2 separate regions of the Hordeum vulgare genome follow, and region 2 is linked to region 1. A link is a contact called in public Hi-C data. All regions are on one chromosome and are shown on one strand. The core of a region is the stretch at or near the end of the contact, and the rest is flanking DNA. Distances in the headings are between cores, read along the strand shown. Region 1 holds the start of LOC123443747 (omega-hydroxypalmitate O-feruloyl transferase-like). Region 2 holds the start of LOC123443749 (protein ROOT HAIR DEFECTIVE 3).

Evidence for each region. A called contact is a pair of places that touch in the nucleus more often than the background predicts.
Region 2: a contact with region 1 is called in a Hi-C map of seedling, with 8 times the contacts expected there. The contact joins the promoter of LOC123443749 here to the promoter of LOC123443747 in region 1. A contact is called at or near these places in 4 of 6 Hi-C or Micro-C datasets (leaf and seedling) and 1 of 1 datasets of contacts at active chromatin or transcription factors (embryo).

Annotation. Positions count from the first base shown.
Region 1 is chr3H:325,505,423-325,508,122 of MorexV3_pseudomolecules_assembly, reverse strand. LOC123443747 (omega-hydroxypalmitate O-feruloyl transferase-like) reads left to right here and starts at 1,409. Exons shown (of 1, transcript XM_045120268.1): 1 at 1,409-2,700. The coding sequence starts at 1,552.
Region 2 is chr3H:326,396,420-326,399,119 of MorexV3_pseudomolecules_assembly, reverse strand. LOC123443749 (protein ROOT HAIR DEFECTIVE 3) reads right to left here and starts at 1,419. Exons shown (of 23, transcript XM_045120271.1): 1 at 1,185-1,419; 2 at 91-240. The coding sequence starts at 238.

The DNA of each region.
Region 1 (2,700 bases), core at 160-2,659:
GTCGACTATTTGGCGTTGCTTTGTTGCTCGGTGCTTCCTCTCGACAGTTGTGTTGTTAGTTGTATCGTGATCTTGTTTGTGGCCACATCATCGACGGATGCCCCATGGGTTTTGTAATATAGGTTTTCGTCTGATTTTCTTTAATTAACCGACCAACTCTTTTTTTCTTAATCAATAAAAATAGTAAATATTTTGCCTTGTTTACAAAAAGTGAGTGTATGCAGAATATCAACCATGCAAAAGGGGAAAGGGTGTCGATATTTTTGGTATGTTTGTAATTAAGTTTGGTTATGGCAGTCAGCTGTTAGAAATGGTAAAGATAACCTAGCAAATTTAAGGTCCCAAACCAACTATCTGACCAAGGGTGACCACTTCTGGAAGAAAAAGAAAACCAACGGTGTGTATGTGTATATGTCATGTGTATGTAAATATATTTTTTATATAGTGCTGTTTATAAATATAAGATCTTTTAAATATTTTAATACAAAAGACATATAAAGCAAAATCAATGAATGTGTATTTTATACATACGTGTGTGTAGTTCATATCAAAATCTTTAAAAGACCTTATAGCTTTTGGTTTCGTTGCAGCTTAGCTTCTACTCCCTCCTTTTTGGAAGAAAGAAACTACTCGCTTCACTATTATAAGATGTTGTATATAGATGCATTTTAGTGTGTATGTTCACTCATTTTAGTTCATATTTATTTTCTCTATACCTAAATGCTTGTAATTGGGATAACCAAAAAATAATTTATATTAAAAAATATCTTAAGTTAACGGAGGGAGCGCGTGTTTCTCGGTATCAAAATATAAGAGGGTTTTACAGTTGTGCAGATGTAGTATTCTAATACTTTACAACTTTATACAAATGGGGCTGCTACGCATCTACCGACGGATGTTTAGTAAACATCCGCCACCTGGAGGTCCGTCCGATGTACGCGCAGTTGTCCCGATCTGCGCGCGCAGCCGTCCGCCTGAAACAACGGCCGAGTTGCAGAAACTTTCATTCCTGAAACGACGGCCCAGTTGCAGAAACTTTCGCTTTGTTACGAGAAATAAATTTTACACTCGTTAATTCCTGAAACAACGGTTGAATTTCAGAAATAATTTGCTTGTTGCAGAATTTTTCCCTTCGTCTTTGTGTAACATAGGGAGGACGTGGGATAAAGAGATAGTCCAGGCAGCCATTCGATTGACTCGACCGAACGACAGCGCGTCCGACCGATGTCTAGCACGGATCAGCCGGCTGAGGGAAAGGTTTTCCCTTATACAAAGCTAGTACTTCCTCCGTTCCGAAATATAAGACATTTTAGAGTTTTGATTATAGAGTACATACGGAGTAAAATGAATGAATTTACACTCTAAAATATGACTACATACATCTGTATGTAGTATATATAGTGGAATCTTTAAAAGGTCTTATGGTATTTAGTAACGGAGGGAGTATAAAGTTAAAAAACTTATTTTGAAACGGAGGAGAGTACTATATAACATGAGTTCCATCGTAGGCACAAAGGACGTAAGTGCGGATTAGGGTGCGGAACACAGAGAATGAGAATGAGGGTGACGAGGGCTGAGCCGGTGCTCGTGCACGCTGCCGGTGACGTTCCTGCCGCCGACGAGTACTACTTCCTCTCCAACCTCGACCAGAATGTGGCAGTGCTCATGAAAACCGTGCACGTCTTCAGCCCGTCCCGCGCCGGCGAGGACGCGGCCACCGTGATCATGGGCGCCCTGGGCAGGGTGCTGGTGCACTACTATCCATTCCAGGGGAGCCTGGTGGTGAGCGCCGACGACGGGAGGCTCTCGGTGCGGAACGACCGCCGTGGCGTGCCTTTCGTCGTCGCGGACGCCGACTGCGAGCTCAAGGAGGTCGGGGACGTCCTAGTGTCGGCACCCGACGCCGCCGCGGTTCAGGGGCAGCTCGTGTTCGTCGGCCGTAGTAACTCGGAGGAGTCGTCGGGGCTGGGGGCGCCTTTACTGAGCGTGCAGGTCACCAGGTTCAGGTGCGGCGGCTTCGTGCTCGGACTCGCCATGAACCACTGCCTGGCGGACGGCGTCGCGGCGGCGGAGTTCCTCCGCTCCTGGGCCGAAATGGCCCGCGGCGTGCCCCTCTCCTCCCCGCCCTTCCTGGACCGCACCATGCTGCGCGCCAGGACGAGCCCCACGGTCGCCTTCCCGCACGAGGAGTTCGCGGAGATGGAGGACGTGTCCGGCCTCGCCGGCCTCCGCGACGAACCGCGCCTGCACCGAGCCTTCGCCATCGACGCCGGCAAGCTCGCGCGACTGAAGCGGCAGGCGTGCGCGTGCTCCACCTTCGAGGCGCTGACGGCGTTCGTCTGGCGCGCGACGTCGCGCGCCATGAGGATGCGCCCCGAGCAGAAGAGCAAGCTCATGTTCGCCGTCGACGGAAGGCGGCGCGTCGACCCGCCGCTGCCTCGCGGTTTCTGCGGGAACGCCGTCGTCTTCGCCTGCTGCGTGTCCACTGCCGGCGACCTCCTCGGCGGCCCGGTGTCGACTGCAGCCCGGTGGATCCAAGACGCCATCAGGCGCACGGACGGCGCGTTCATCCGTTCGGCCATCGACTACGTGGAAGTCGCCGGTGGCCGGGCGCCGTCGATGACAGCGACGACGCTGGTCACGGCGTGGAACCGTCTTGGGTTCCACACGGCCGATTTCGGGTGGGGCGGGCCCGCACGG
Region 2 (2,700 bases), core at 170-2,669, 890 kb before region 1:
GCGGGAGTAAGGGATTGAAGACCAATGGTATAACATCTAACGGCTTAAAGTTAACAGGATGGAAAAAATGAGGAAAAGAGTGTCGCATACCACTACTCTGCGGGCCCATTATTGATACAACAGCATATGAGAGCCCGCATTCGGCCAATTTAACTTCCTTCAGGAAACTCTCCAATCCAGAAACATTGAAAACACCATCTCCATCAATAAGCTGCGTAGAAAGACAGGGGTCCTCCATTTCTGCAAGAGAGGAAACGCATGAGACAATATCACATTTAAGCTGGGAATGGGACACCAAGAAGTGATGAGTGATTTTCAACCCATAGAGCCTTCAAATTTTGAAAGAGAAAGAAAAAAGAACAGATGGGATAAATAAGACACGCAGATCCGAGCGCAAGCCTTCAATAATGCCGTTTCTTGAGCATTATACGCAAAAACAATGTCAAGAAGAGAAGTGTAGTAATATTTTTAAATTATCAGGTGATGATTACTCCATTAAGCCTGTGAAAAGAGCGGGAGCATTAAATGGGGAGAGAGAGGTATAGGCAGTCGAATGTTACTAGTGTACTGAGGGAGCAAATTGATGGATGCATGCGCTCATACGGCTTTCCTCTGGGTCAAACTACGATTCACTACTACAATTATTACTACAGATCGCAGACCGTACAAGCTCGCATGCAACCCAGCCAGGGATGCTGCATGTTACGCGGATCAAACAATCCTCCTTTATACACCAAGGAGAGTTCTACGGCAACTTACAGTGACAGTGCTGCCGCAAGTATCCTTAACCCTAGCGAGATCGTACGGCCGGAGAGATCACGAGATCAAGGGGAAGAAAGCTAAAAAAAGGCGGGGCCTTTCGAGACGATCCAGCGGGAGGCGATCCAAGCACGCGCCCCGAACTCCAGGCGAATCGAGCGCCGCGGGTCGGAATCGCCCAAACCAACAGCCATAAACCCCCAAAACCGAACGGGAACCAGCTGAATCTAGCGGTCCGGCGCCACCGACGAGGATTGGAGCAGCTCCCCGCATCGATCTGGTCGCCTATTCGCCAGGAATCACCGCACACCACGAGGAGCAACAAAAAAAGCAAGGGGGGGTATCGAAATCCGGGACCCTGGGACAAGGTCAGGGAGCGATCCGAGAAGCGTTGATCGGATCAGAGAGAGGGGGGGGATACGCACCGTGGAGATTGCGCTGGAGGGCCCCCGTACGGCGGTCGGCGTCGGCGTCGGCGGCGAAGGATGGGGGGAGCGGGACGAAAGGGGGTGGGGGGGGTGGGGGCGAGGAGGAAGAGAGAGGAGGAGCACGAAGGCGTGGCTTTTATGGGGAGGTTGGTAATTTGTGAATTTCGAAAGGAGGAGAGGAGTAAATACGAACGAGAAAGCACAAGGGGAGAAAGAAAGGGAAAATATTCGGACTCGGTGAGGGTATCGCCCGAGGCCGACACGACGCATATACTGGTACTTTGTATAGCCATGCATACAGTATGATCTTATTATACTCGTATACACACACGTATATAAAAATCCAACAGCCATGGATGGTCGGAATTCTAAAAATTGTTTGCGTCATCAAATCTGGGTCTTTGGGTGCCGAAAGGTGGCCGTCCATGCCAACCCGAGCGGCCATGTCACGCTGCGCCGCTCACACAAGCTGTGATAAAGGAGTATTTCGCTAGAGCATTTAGAGCGACTCTAGACCCCGTATAATGGTTCAAACTGTAAAATTTCGACGATTATACGGATTTGGACTATTTTTCCTATCACATCAGAAACTGTAAACGCGGCCCGGTCCGTAAAACTTTTGCGGTGGCCCGTAAACGCGAGCGCTCGAACAGTATATCTACGGGTTTGACTGCTGGATGCGGGTCGAAATCCTATCCCTCCGCCGCCGCGAAAAGTCCCCCCACCTCACCGTCGGCGCTTCCAATCCGCCGCCGCGCACCTCCATTCCGCCGCGTAGCAGCTCCATTCCACGCCCTTTGATGGCCAACTCCGGTAGTTGTAGGAACGACGACCCCGAGAGGGTTCATTGCGTCAGATCCGACGTCGCCTGTAAGCGCGCCGCCCGCCGGTACACGCAGTGGGGCCAGACGCCGCCGCCGTCGCTCCTCCGTGCGAGACAGAGGAGTACGACCGCGCGCGCGGCCGCCTCTTCTCCGGCAGCTCCTTCAAGGCATCGAGCTCACGCTCGTGCTCCTCCCTCCCCCGGTTCTATTCTGTTCTGCAGCGCAACATTTTGTCCCGCAAAACCCCACTTCGTCGAACTGTAAAACGCGTTTGCACGTCGCAATTATACAGGGTTTGCTAGAGTTGCTCTAGAGCATCTTCAATAGGCACCCAAAAACTGCTATGTGCGTTCAAAAATTCGTTTTTTGACGTCGAACAACTCCAACAGACGGTGCAAAACAGTGCACGCTGAAAAGGACGTGGATGTCGCCTAGAGGGGGGGTGAATAGGCGCTTTAAAATAGTTAAGGTTTAGGCTTGAACAAATGCGGAATAAAACTAACGTTTAATATGTCAAGCACAAAACCTACAAACAACTAGGCTCACCTATGTGCACCAACAACTTATGCTAAGCAAGATAAACAACTAAGTGATAGCAAGATATATTACAATAAACAATATGTCTATCACAAAGTAAAGTGCATAAGTAAAGGGTTCGGGTAAGAGATAACCGACGCACGGGGAGACGA